2 separate regions of the Mus musculus genome follow, and region 2 is linked to region 1. Evidence: chromatin contacts called from public promoter capture Hi-C data. All regions are on one chromosome and are shown on one strand. The core of a region is the stretch at or near the end of the contact, and the rest is flanking DNA. Distances in the headings are between cores, read along the strand shown. Region 1 holds the start of Pank2 (pantothenate kinase 2). Region 2 holds the start of Smox (spermine oxidase).

Region 1 (6,080 bases), core at 1,902-4,401:
TTTCTCTGTGTAACCACCCTGGCTGCCCTGGAACTCCCTTTGTAGACCAGGTGGGCTTTGAACTCAGATAACCACCTGCCTCTGCCTGCTGAGTGCTAGGATTAAAGGCCTGCACCAGACAGATTCTTTTTGGTTTTTGAGAGAGGGTTTCTCTGTGTAGCCCTGGCTGTCCTGGAACTTGCTCTGTAAACCAGCCTGGTCATGAACTCAGGAATCTGCCTGCCTCTACCTCTGGCTTGCTGGGATTACAGGCATGGGCCTCACATCTCCAATTCCTAATCCAATTACTGAATTGGGCCCAGCAACTTGTGTTCTAACTCTCCATGCATGTGAAAATGTGCAGGTGCAAACTAATGTTCATTTGTGTGTGTGCACGGGTGTAGCTCCTCAGGTGCCCTCTACTTTTTGAGCTAGTGTGCCTCACTGGCCTGGAACTTTGCCGAGTAGGCTACACTAACTAGCCAGTGAATTTCTAGGGATCTGTCTGCTCTCCCATGTGGCCATCAATGGCACAAGCCACTGTACCCCTAGCTTTTTTACCTGGGTTCTGAAGCAAGCAATTTACTGAACAAGCCATCTCCCCAGCCCTGTAGGCCATTTTTACATTCAGTACTTGCTAGTCATAACTTTTCCCAAGACAGCCTTGAACACACACATACACAAGTCATGTTTATTTTGGTCTAAAGCAATGGGAAAAAAAGAACAATTCAATAAAACAGTAGATAGAGCCAGGCAGTGATGGTGCATGCCTTTAATCCCAGCACTTGGGAGGCAAAGGCAATCAGATTTCTGAGTTTGAGGCCAGCCTGGTCTACAGAGTGAGTTCCAGGACAGCCAGGGCTACACAGAGAAACTCTGTCTCAAAAATAACAAAAAACAAACAAACAGAAACCAGTAGATAGAAGGAAAAGCACAAAGGCTAAAAAAATTCCTCAATTGCAGAGTAGCTACTTGTCAGTGGGCACCATTCTTTTGGTCAGTGAAACAGACTATCACCACATACCTACCACAGGAGTTCACCAGGCTGAATTGTGCCAGACTAACAACTAATCAAAAACAACACTGCAAATTTGGTGACATAATCATCTACATATGGCTAATTGTCACATTAACCCTCTAACATTGATGCTCAGGTTAATGTAATACAAACCCACAAAGGAACTTCAGGTTTTTCTGTTGCTTAGAAATCAGGTGCTTGATGCACAGCCTATAACTTCAGCACTTGGGAGCTAGAGGAGAAGATATCCTGGAACATGAGATTGTCTTAAAACAAAAACAAAACTCAGGTGCTTGGACTGGAGATACTATATACAGCTCAGAGACAGAACATTTACCACATGTACAAAGCCCTGTGTTCCAACCTACAACTGAAAGAAAGGAGAAAGGGGAAGAGGAGCCTGGCACTGGCACAGTATATACCCAGCACTGAAGGGTCTGCCCTGAGGACGAGGCCAACTTGGGTAATTCATCAGACTGCTCTCAGCCGGGCGTGGTGGCACATGCCTTTAATCCCAGCACTCGGGAGGCAGAGGCAGGCGGATTTCTGAGTTCGAGGCCAGCCTGGTCTACAGAGTGAAGTTCCAGGACAGCCAAGGCTACACAGAGAAACCCTGTCTTGAAAAAAACCAAAAAAAAAAAAAAAACAAACAAACAAAAAACAAAAAAAAAACAAAACAAAACAAAACCTGCCCTCAAGTCTGACAACCTGAGCTCCATCCCCAGGACTGGGCAAAGTTGTCCTCTGACCTACACCAATACAGACACACACGATAAATAAGTGTAATAAGGAAGTTATTTATCAAGCAAACGATTCTACAACAGGAACTCTTTGAAAATCCGTTTTCCTTTTTTCTTTTAGGACAGGGTCTTAAATTTCATATTCCTCTGCCTCCACCTCCCAAGTGGCTGGTATTATAAAATCTCTTACAAGTCGAGAAAAGAAAAAAAAAATATATACATATAGTGATATAAAGTACTAAACATACATACATACATACATCCTCCAAACCTTCCATGGCAAAACAGAGCTACATCCAATCGCTCAAATCATCGATAAAAGCAACTGGGGTGGGGGTGAGCAGGTAGGGCTGGGCGCGGACTATCCAACAGACCTCACACATCAAGCCACTTCCCGTAATTCTCATAGCCTGCCTGCACTCAGCATTTACCTTCCTCATACCGTAATCTGATATCCAGGTCTTAACCACATGTAAAACACAGACAGCTATGCTGAAAAGTTCCTATTACAGTATTAGGACAATTGACACTTTCAGCAGTAGTCGTGGATGCTAGACAACAGCCCTAAAGGCTTTAAAGGGGAGAAAACACACAAGACAAGAAACACAAATTGGTAATAAAATGAGAACCCGATTCTCTGAAAAGAGTAACTCCCTAGGCTTAAGAGTAACTGAGGAACAGGTCGACTCCCTTCCAAAGAAAAGGCTTTACTGCCCAGAATGCTATGGCTGAAACCGGAATTCCCGTGAACTAACGGAAGGGAAACGGGGGAAAACCTCTGGATGCGAGATGACCTGAATTCTCTCGGGAAGAAAACCGAGCAAAGCTTAGAAGCGTATCGAGCCCAGAGTCGAGTTTTGGGCCTGCTGCGCCTCAGGGGCATTTTCTAGCAACCTCCAAATTAATCACCATAGAAAAGGCTTCAGTTGTGAGCGCGATGGATGATTCAAAGGGACTTGGGAGAGGAGGAGCCTTCTCAAGAAAAAAAGAGGGAGTCTCAGGAAAAGAACACCCCAGGGGACAGGGAGGAAGTGGCGGGGAGCCCTCGCGCGGGCACCGCCGGCGCGCAAACAACGACGGCCGTGCCGGGGCACTTACGCGGCCGCCTCTTCCGGAGGCCTTCGGCGCGCGGGCGGCCGGCCGAGGTGGAGCCGCCTAGAGAGCCGGGCCGCTCCCGTCTCACACTCTCCGCCTCCCCGGACCCCGACGGCGCCGCGCTACTCGCCCGGCGCCTCAGCGGGTCCCGCCTCCGCGCTTCCGAGTCCGCAGACTCGCCGACCGCGGCTGAGGTGGCGGCAGCCCTGCCCTGGCGCTCCATAGGCGCGCCAAACCGGCCCGCTCCCATCCGCAACAGCCGCCGCTGCCGCCCGAGCCAGCCCCCCAGCGCCGCCTTGCCGCCTCCGCGCAGCCCGCTGGAGCGCAGGCGCACGCCGGCTGCCGCCTTTTCCGTTGCGCCAACGTGCAGCTAGCCAATCCGAGCTGGCTAGGGGCGGGTTCCAGAGGTCTTGTCCAATAGGCTCCCAGACTCCAGCCGAAGAGACCGCGCCACCATCCAACGACAGGCACTCTGGACGGATGAAGGCGGGGTCAGCGCAGGCTGGGAGCGATCGTGGAGGGGCCCAAAGGATTTGAGTGAGGGGCGCCCTCTCTTGTGCATCCGCGAGAGCGGTGGCCAAGCTGCTCCCCTATTCCCTAGAACTCCAGGGAGTCTACTATCTCTTCTCTGTTCACGAATCACTCCTTCCTCCCGCCCAATAGAGCCCCCGAAGCTACTGAGAAGTGTTAACAGAAGGAAGGACTCTGAGCTGCGACTAACCTTAGCCTTTGTCCCCGGGTCTGGTTCTATAGCTGCAGTAGGAGCCACACTACAGTCCACAAAGTACAAGCACCGTCTCTTCCTTTGTGCTATGACTTCATTCCCAGTACCAGAAGGAATGAAAAGACTGAGGTTTGTCTCCATGACAACTGGCGGGAGGAGGTGGATTCTAAATCCTTCACCTACTCCCCTTCCTGAAGAAGGCAGTATGAAGGCTTGGAAGTTAGGTTGGTTGGGGTTGTTGTTGTTGTTGGGGTTTTTGTTTGTTTGTTTTTCTTTAATGTGTTTGAGCATTTTTCATGCATGTATGTCTGTGACCCTGGTGTGTGCCTGATGGTCGCTGAGGGCAGAAGAAATCGAGGGATTTCCCCATATGGATCCCAGGAATCTAACCCAGACCTCTGCAAGAACAGCAAATGCTCTTAATCACTGAACCATAGCTCCAGACCCCTGGGTTTTTACAGAAGATGGATTTTTTTTTTAAATCGTTTGCCCTTCCCAAGTGCCCTAACCCTTGATATCCCACCCAGATATACCCCTGAAGCATTCCCTCAGTCCCTCAATTTTAAGTGACTGAGGCTTTCTCACAATTTCCTAAGTACCTTTCTTGGGAGGAGATAATGTCCCTTGAATAACAGCCCTCTTACCTTCTAACTTACTCCCTCACTAATAGTTCCGGCCTGAGCTTCTCTTGTGAATGCTGAAAAACACTCCCATACTTGCTCCAAACTAGTACCCCACAGTGTAGAATTAACTCTGGAAACCTTATTTCCTAACTTGAAATTCCAGCTTCCGCAGGAACACACACACACACACACACACACACACACACACACACACTGGATCTAACAAAAATCAGGAATGCCCATAACAGAGTAGGACTGCTCTTCAGAAGACCAGGAATCAATTCCCAGCTTCCACATGGCTCACAACCCTCTGTAACTTCTGGCCATTCCACTCTCTCTTCTGGTCCCCCTAGAGTACCAGGCAGCCACATGCTGAAGTAAGAATGCATGCTGCCAGCCTCTCATGCTGTCTCTGTCCCGTGTGTAGCCATTATACCGACCCAAATCACTGGGCTAGAGCCTGAGGAAAGCTCCTTTTAGGCTTTAAGCTAAAATCTTCAGACATCATTGGAATTCTGAATTATGTGTAAACAATAAAGACAAGATAGATGAGACAAAGTGAGAGCCATCAAAGCCCTACTGCTGAACTTAGCATCCCCCCCCCGCCCCCCACCTCCTAGGGCTGGGCATCCAGCCGGAGTGCATTGGATCTACAAGCCTGAAGTGCTTGCTATCAGAGGAAACTGTGTTCTTGCTCCTGGTGTTATCTGCAGACTGGTTAGCTGACTTTTGCCACCATGCCTGGCAACTGAACACACCTCCCTTCTTGTTGATAAGAACGAGGCCCTCTTAGCTAATCCATCTACATTTGTGGCTGCTGCCCCTGTAATGACAGCCACCACTCCCTGCTCCCGCTCCCACTCCCGCTCCTGTTCCTGCTCCTGCAGCCTCAGCCAAAATCGAAGCCAAGGAAGAATCAAGCCAAGGAAGAATCGGAGGAGTGAATGAATATGGGATTTCAACTAATTACAGAACCTTAACCAATCCAACCAGCTTTATTTGTAAAGTATGGAGATCAAGGCTTAAAGACATTTAGATGATGAGGCGACTTACCTAAAAGCAGATAAATTAAAAAATGACAGAGAACAGGGAGAGGAGGATATAGCTCCAGTAGAGAGTCCTTCAAATAGGGGAAGTCTTAGATTCAGACTCCATCATGGCAAAAAGAGAATAGGCAGGGAAGTTATACTATTCTCTGCCTGCATAATCAAAAGAAGGCAGAGACTGGAGCCAAGCATGGTGGTCCATGCCTGTACCTGCAGCACTCAGAAGGTTCCCAGGTTAAAAGCTACCTTGGGCTATGTAGGAAGACCCTATCCCGAGAAGAAAAGGGACAGCACAGATTGAATTATCAATAGATTTCTGAAAACCCACCCCCAGCTTTTTCAAACCATGCCCAGATTTGTTTCTTAAATATAATTCTCACCCTTCACACCCTTCATATTGTGAACTTGCTGACACTCTATGGTATCAAATTTAATCACAAGTGGGACATTTATAATCAAATCAGAAATGCAAAGTGTTAGCACATACCTCCAATCAACTCCAGAACTATGCAGACAGAGAGACAGGCCGATCTCTGTGAGTTTGAGGCCAGCCTGGGCCATATAGTGAGAACCTGTTTCAAAAAAAAAAAAAAAAAAAAAGCAAAAGAGATAACGATAACATAAGATTCTGTATTAAGTTCAGAGGCTGGGGTCTAGCTTAGCGGTACTTGCCTAATATTCCCGAGGCCCCGAGTTCAATCTTTAGCACTGCAATTACAAAGCTGAACTAAAGGGCTGGGCTTAGTGGTACATACCTGGAATCCTAGCACTTGGGAGGTGAGGGAGGAGGATCAGGAGACCAAGTCAGGCTGTCTTCCTATGTAGTCTGAGGCCAGCCTGGGCTACATACGTCCC
Region 2 (6,080 bases), core at 2,093-4,592, 230 kb before region 1:
CTCAGGATGCCCTCTTGGCTCCCACCTATGCCAATTCATAGCCCTTTCTAGATATGCCAGCCTCAGATATGAACTGTCAGCTCCTGGCTCCAGCACTTGACCCACAGTGTGACCTTTGGGTCTATCCTAGGTTCCCCCTTCACGATCCCAACTCCCCTCCCTTCCCTATCAGTGGTCCCCTGGTTCTCCCCCTCTACCCTGAAGTGATGGCCCCATGACTCAACACTCCAGTGGCTGTTCTGTACAAACTGGAAAAGTGTGGATACCACAATGAGGGTTCATAAAGAGGCAAACCCCCCAAACCCAGCTTCTTCCTCTCGACACCCTCCCACCCTAGGTCTGAGCATGCAGCAGCCACCCAAGGGAGTGGGTTGAAAATAAATCCCAGGCTGTCCCCATGTCCTGAATTACAGAGCCTGCTTTCTACATAGCTAATACCCACTGCTTCACACACACATACACCTGGATGTCTAGCCAAGAAATCAAAGGAAATCACTTAACTGCAATTGATATGCAGTTACATGTGATTGGTCTCCCCTTGTTAGACAAGAATGACCCCAAAGTACCCATATCTTCTCTGCTTCCCTTTTTCACATCCTACTGGCTGGCTCATATTCTTGCATCAATTTTCACAACTGCTTTTGTGGAAACAAAATAAAAACCTTCAGGATCACTTAAAGCTACAGGAGTCTCCTGTGCTAACTGTAATGCCCATTTTTTTTCTAGTCCAGCCCAACCTCATCTTTGTGGATCAAGCTTTCCTGAGTGTTACCTACAGAACACCAAGCAAGATACCTCAGGTATAGCCATGGGCCAACCAGTCAAGGTTAAGAAGTCAAACAAAGTTGAGACAACTATAACTAAGAGTTATCAACTCTTACACATAAAGTGAAGTTACATATACAATATACAATCAAGTTCTACAATGGCTCATGTGTAGAAGAGGTCCTCTACATGGGCTAGTATGGTGTCCTGGGAAGGTACACTTAAATTTAGAACTAAAAAATATAAGCAAAGTATAACCAGTAAAAGCACTAGGGGAAAAAAATCTTCAAGTCATAGAAGATACCACAAGCAAAGCCCCTGGGGTCAGGAAAAAGCTTAGGGTATTGAAGAGATAGAAGTGTCTGACAGGGAGAAAATAAGGTGTCAAGAGTCAAATAAGGCTAAGAGGTCACAGAGGGTCAACTAGGCCAAGGGAAAGCTCTAAGATTTTATTTGAGTGTAATAAGAAGCCATCGAGAAATAAAAGTATCTGATCAAAATGTTCTATGTTATTCTTGCTGCTCCGTTAAAAATAGATGCAAAGAAGGTAAGTGTGTGCACTGGGAGAAGGCTACTACAGTATTTAGGGACACTTAAAAGGTGACTGGGGTGGGGCAGTAGCCTGAGGCAAGGGTAATGGACCCTAGATGAACTCTGCAAAGTTCATCCTAGCACGGAGAATGGACCCTAGATGAACTCTGCAAAGGACCAAGAGGCCTTGTTCTAGGACTGGCTGTGAAGGGTGGGTGGAAAGGGGTCCGAGCTGCCTGTCCTAAGAGATAGATTATCAGCCACTCTCAGATGTCATGACCCAAGTATTGTCAATCCTGCCCCCGACATTGTCAGGATTCTGCTTTGTCCACATTAAGACATCAGAAGACCGGTAGGATCCAGCTAGGGCCAGAGACAAGATCTGCCACTGAAAATCATGAGCATGAAACCACTTAAGATCTTTGAGTTCTGGGCTGGAGAGATGGTTCATCGGTTAAGCACACTTGCTGCTCTTCCAGAGAACCAAGAGTTAAGTTCCCAGCACCCACCCACAAGACAGCTTACTTGTAATGCAGTTCCAGGGATCTGACAACCTCACACACATGCATGCAGGCAAAATACTAGTACACATAAAATAAGTCAAAAACAGAGATCTTTGTATTCATAAATTAATTTTTTAATCATAAGAAAGAATAAAAACAGGGGTAGAAAGTGAACAGAGGATGGCAAGAAGGGCAGTCAGGAGAGGAAATGCTGAGAACAGAGCCCTGGGGCCCTCAAGCATTTAACAGCAAAACTAAGGGGAAGGGGACAGGCTAGGGCAGGCTGGTAGAAGGGAGGAACTGGGGCACCCAGGGAAAGATACAACTCTAGGACAGAGCTTTCTAAAGACACTGCAAGGCAAGCAAAACCTGCTAGAGCGGCCCTGGATGGACTGCAGAAGGAAAGGGTGCCTGCTTCTTAGGGGCACTGCTTAAAGTCAGAACTTCCGAGGAGATCCTTGTGATGGGAATTGGGTGCCTGGCTGACGGGGGATGAGGTTCAAAGCCAAACAGGGAGACTGTGAAATGACGAGGGCGGACAAAGACTGTTCTCAAAACCTGCTGGGTAAGAAATGCCAGGGACATCTAAAGGGATGGTCACAGGGCCCAGGAGGAAGCGCGGCCCTTCAAGCCCTGTAATGCTCCTTCCTCTGTAAGAGGAAAGGGACAGAGGTAGCAGAACACAAATAAATGAGGGCCATTCAAACACTTTCTTGACCTTCTCTTTACCCCCAGCCTGGGTGACCTCCACTCAGCACCTGCTGTTTCCCCCACAAGCTCGGCCAAGTGGACCCCAGGCGGGACGGTGCTGTGCCACTATCAGTTGGCTCCTCCAACAACCTGTGGGCACGGCTCACGAAAGGGCCAGCCACGGCGCGGTTTGCTCAGGTGCAAGACCCAAAAGGTCCGCGCACCGCTCACCTGCTCCACAGCCGCGCCACCTCCAAGCCGGCGGCCGGCCTCGGCACCCCTTCCCGGCGAAGCGACTTGCTCCCTTCCCTTCGTCAGCCTGGCTCCGGCCAAGCCGGGCAGCCTGTGAGCCCCGGGGCAACCCGCGGGAGAGCGGCTCCCCACTCCTCCAGCTGTCCCAAGGAGACCGGCAGACGCCGGGCCGCCGCCGCCGCCGCCGCCGCCGCAAGCTGTGTTCCCTCCCCTCCACAGCGCACACCCTCCGGGCCGACCGAGTGCCTCGCCGGCTTTGTCTGCGCCGCCGCGCTGGGCGTCCGGAGGATGCGGCCCGGACCCCGGGGTCGCGGCCAGCCCGGGCAGCCTCTTCTGCCCACCGCCCGCCGCCGGCCTCCATCGGGAGCCCCTTGCCTACGAGGCTCGGTGGCTGTCCGAGCCCGGGTCGGGGAGGCCGCACGGTACCTTTCCTTGCGGAGCCCGGGAGCGTCTTCGCGAGCGGCCTCGGCCTCTCCGCCTCCCCTCCTCCGCAGCCACTGGGCTTCCTCCTGCAGCCGCCGCCGGGACCGTAGGGCCGAGCCAGCCGCCGGGGCCTGTGCGGGGGCCCCGCTCCGCCTCGCGTCCCCGGCCCACCCCGCCTGGGTGCTCCGCCCCGGGCCCGCCCACCGGGGGCGGGGAGCCCGAGGCCACCCAGCCTGGAGTTGCCCGCGGCACAGCCACCTGCACTCCCCTATCTCGCAAAAGGGACGCCTCACCCACCTATCCGCCCAGAAACAGAGCCAGCCCCGCGACGCCCCGCCCTGCAAAGCAGACGAGGTCTTCCGGCACTGTCAGAGCGCTGCGCCCACCTCAGTTTACCCAGACTCTGCCGCCCTTTTGAAAAGAAGAAAGGGCCCCTCTTGTCCTGGACTGTCTCTCGTCCTGCAGGTCTCAGGTGGGTGCCGGCGGGAACCAGGAACCTCAGGTGAAAGGAAAAGAATGCTCACATCCTCTCAGTACCCAGCCCATGTCCTGAAGTGGCCCTTTTTAAAAAGTGTATTTCCCTAGTAAAACCCTCAAACTTTTAATAAAAGCCAACGTTAATACTAGGTGGCACTTTTTCCTTTTTTCAAAAAAAAATTAATTGGTATCAATTATTTTTTAGCGGGCAATAGTGGCACATGCCTTTAATCTGGTGGTTCTCCAGCTTCCTAATGCTGACACACAGTTCCTCGTGTTGTAGTGACCCCCCAACCATAAAATTATTTCATTGCTACTTCGTAACTGTAATGTTGCTACTGTTATGAATTGAAACATAAATAAATATCTGACATGCGACCCCTATGAAAGGTCGTTGGAACCCTAAGGGATAGTAACCCACAGGTTTAGGACCACTGCGGAATCCCTCTAGAAGCAGGTGGATCTCTGAGTTCAAAGCCAGTCTGAACCACAGAGTAAGTGTAGGACAGCCAGAGTCAAACAGAGAAATCCTGTCTTGAACCACCCCCAACTCTCCCCCTCCACACACACACACAAAAGTAAGAAAATTATTTTTTATTCATCTCTGCACCTCCTAATCTGTTTTTTCGTATGTTTTGCTGGTACTACACCAGGTCAACACTTGGTCCGAGGGAATACAAGCCCCTGGTGGCCGCAGAGCCTCTACTCCGAACTGTGTCTCTGGAGGGGGCCCTCCCCTGATTTCAACCTGGAACCAGGCAATGCTGAGCACAGGTCGCTGTAGGTTCAGCCCGGAGAGATCCTGGATGTGGATCACATGCTCGTGATCCCAGCCTCAGAAGGCCATGTGGGGGGGGGGGGGGTACAGAGTTCAAGGCTAGCCTTGGCTACATACCAACTTCAAGGCCAGGCTGAGCCACACAGTGAAAGCCTGCCTCAAAGAAGCAAGAAGTAGAGATGTGGCTCAACAGCAGAACACACTTCTCAACATAGACAAGGCTCTGGGGCCAATCCCCAAAACTGAATTATATATATAATTCATATATATATATATATATATATATATATATATATGGCCTGGAAAGAGGTAGCCCTGCAAAAGTGGCTCTGATGGTCCCAGCCAAAGGGAACCAACCACCTAGGAGCCAATTTGGGTAGGGGACAAATGAATTTCTGGTGAAGTTTCTTCTTGTCAGAAAGGCTCTAGTCCTTCACCAAACTCGAAGTCCCTCTTCCCACCCCTCTTTAAAACACCACGCACTCCTGGGGTTAAACTCAGGTACACACCATACTCTCCTCTGTGGCTCTGTCACCCTCCACCAAAGAGTGGAATGGCTATGGGTGACTTTAAGGGCTAAAAAGCCTCTGTGTAGTTACTTGGTCTTAGGCAAGTTACTTAGTGTCTTCTTGTTTCCGTTCCCTCCTCCTCAATAAGTAATACCTGCTCCAAAGGGTGGTATTACACAAAAATATTAATCTGATCTGACTGTTTAGAAAACTATTCAAATGGTTTGCGTGCAAACAAGCAGCTTAATTTAGTTACTCATATAACAGAAAAGCCCAGCAGTATAACTGACTCGGGTATGCAATGGCCCAAATAAATAAATAAAAATTCAAACCTGCTCTTCACAATGAAAACCTGTTTTCAGCAGCTCTGAGCCCCATCCCCACAGACCTCATCCTCATTTCTTTCAGTCAAATAGTTGGCTCTGACTGGTTCATATGTCATCCCGAGGCAGTCACTGAGGTGTAGCCTGGAGCCAGGCCATCTATTCTAAGCCATATGGATAGGGAGGGAAGAAGAATAATTACAGGGCCCTGTTTACTACCAGAAGGTGAACGGCCCCAGAGCTGTGTGTGCCAAGCTTGTACTAAGTTCCCCTCCAAAAGCCATTAAAGATACTTGTGTTCCAATTGAGGCAGATAAGAAAGATCCACCTATTCCTGGCGCACTTTGGGTGTTAAGCATTGTTAAAACTGTTTTTAAAGTTGCTATTACTAGCTGGACTTGTTGACACATGCTTCTAATCCCAGCACTCCAGAGGTAGGCAGATCTCTGAGTTTGAGGCCAGCCTCAAACTGCAGAGCAAGTTCCAGGACATCATGGACTACACAAAAAAACCTTGTGGGGGGGGGGGGGGAATCACTATTACTATTAATGATGTTTTAAAGTTCTGGTTAAAAGTACTACTGATATTTATGCCCTTGTCAGAAAGATGTTGGGGAGTGGGGAGATCTTGCTCCCTAATTAGCAATTATTGGATTCTGTCTCTCTGGCTTCATTGCTTTGAGCAAAAGGCTGCCAGTCAAGCATCCAACTAGACTACCCTTAGGTCAGTTGAGCTGTTTGGAACACTGCATAGACAAAAAGAATGCCCTGGTTTTTCTGTCTCCTGAAGGCACAAACTCAGGCAAGATTGTTTCCATTTGTAACAGACT

Evidence for each region. Promoter capture Hi-C pulls out the DNA fragments that hold promoters and counts their contacts.
Region 2: a contact with region 1 is called in a promoter capture Hi-C map of neutrophils. The contact joins the promoter of Smox here to the promoter of Pank2 in region 1. A contact is called at or near these places in 21 of 39 promoter capture datasets (the 3T3-L1 cell line, 3T3-L1-derived adipocytes, the C10 cell line and 15 more), 20 of 484 Hi-C or Micro-C datasets (B cells, CD4 T cells, CD8 T cells and 13 more), 8 of 115 datasets of contacts at active chromatin or transcription factors (effector CD8 T cells, embryonic forebrain, embryonic limb bud and 5 more) and 4 of 9 other capture datasets (adipose tissue, liver, macrophages and 1 more).

What each region holds. Positions count from the first base shown.
Region 1 is chr2:131,259,571-131,265,650 of GRCm38.p6, reverse strand. It overlaps Pank2 (pantothenate kinase 2), which reads right to left and starts at 3,151. Exons shown (of 7, transcript NM_153501.2): 1 at 2,836-3,151. The coding sequence starts at 3,082.
Region 2 is chr2:131,489,124-131,495,203 of GRCm38.p6, reverse strand. It overlaps Smox (spermine oxidase), which reads right to left and starts at 3,342. Exons shown (of 7, transcript NM_145533.2): 1 at 3,168-3,342. It overlaps Gm30679, which reads left to right and starts at 2,928. Exons shown (of 2, transcript XM_030252306.1): 1 at 2,928-3,636. The coding sequence starts at 3,030.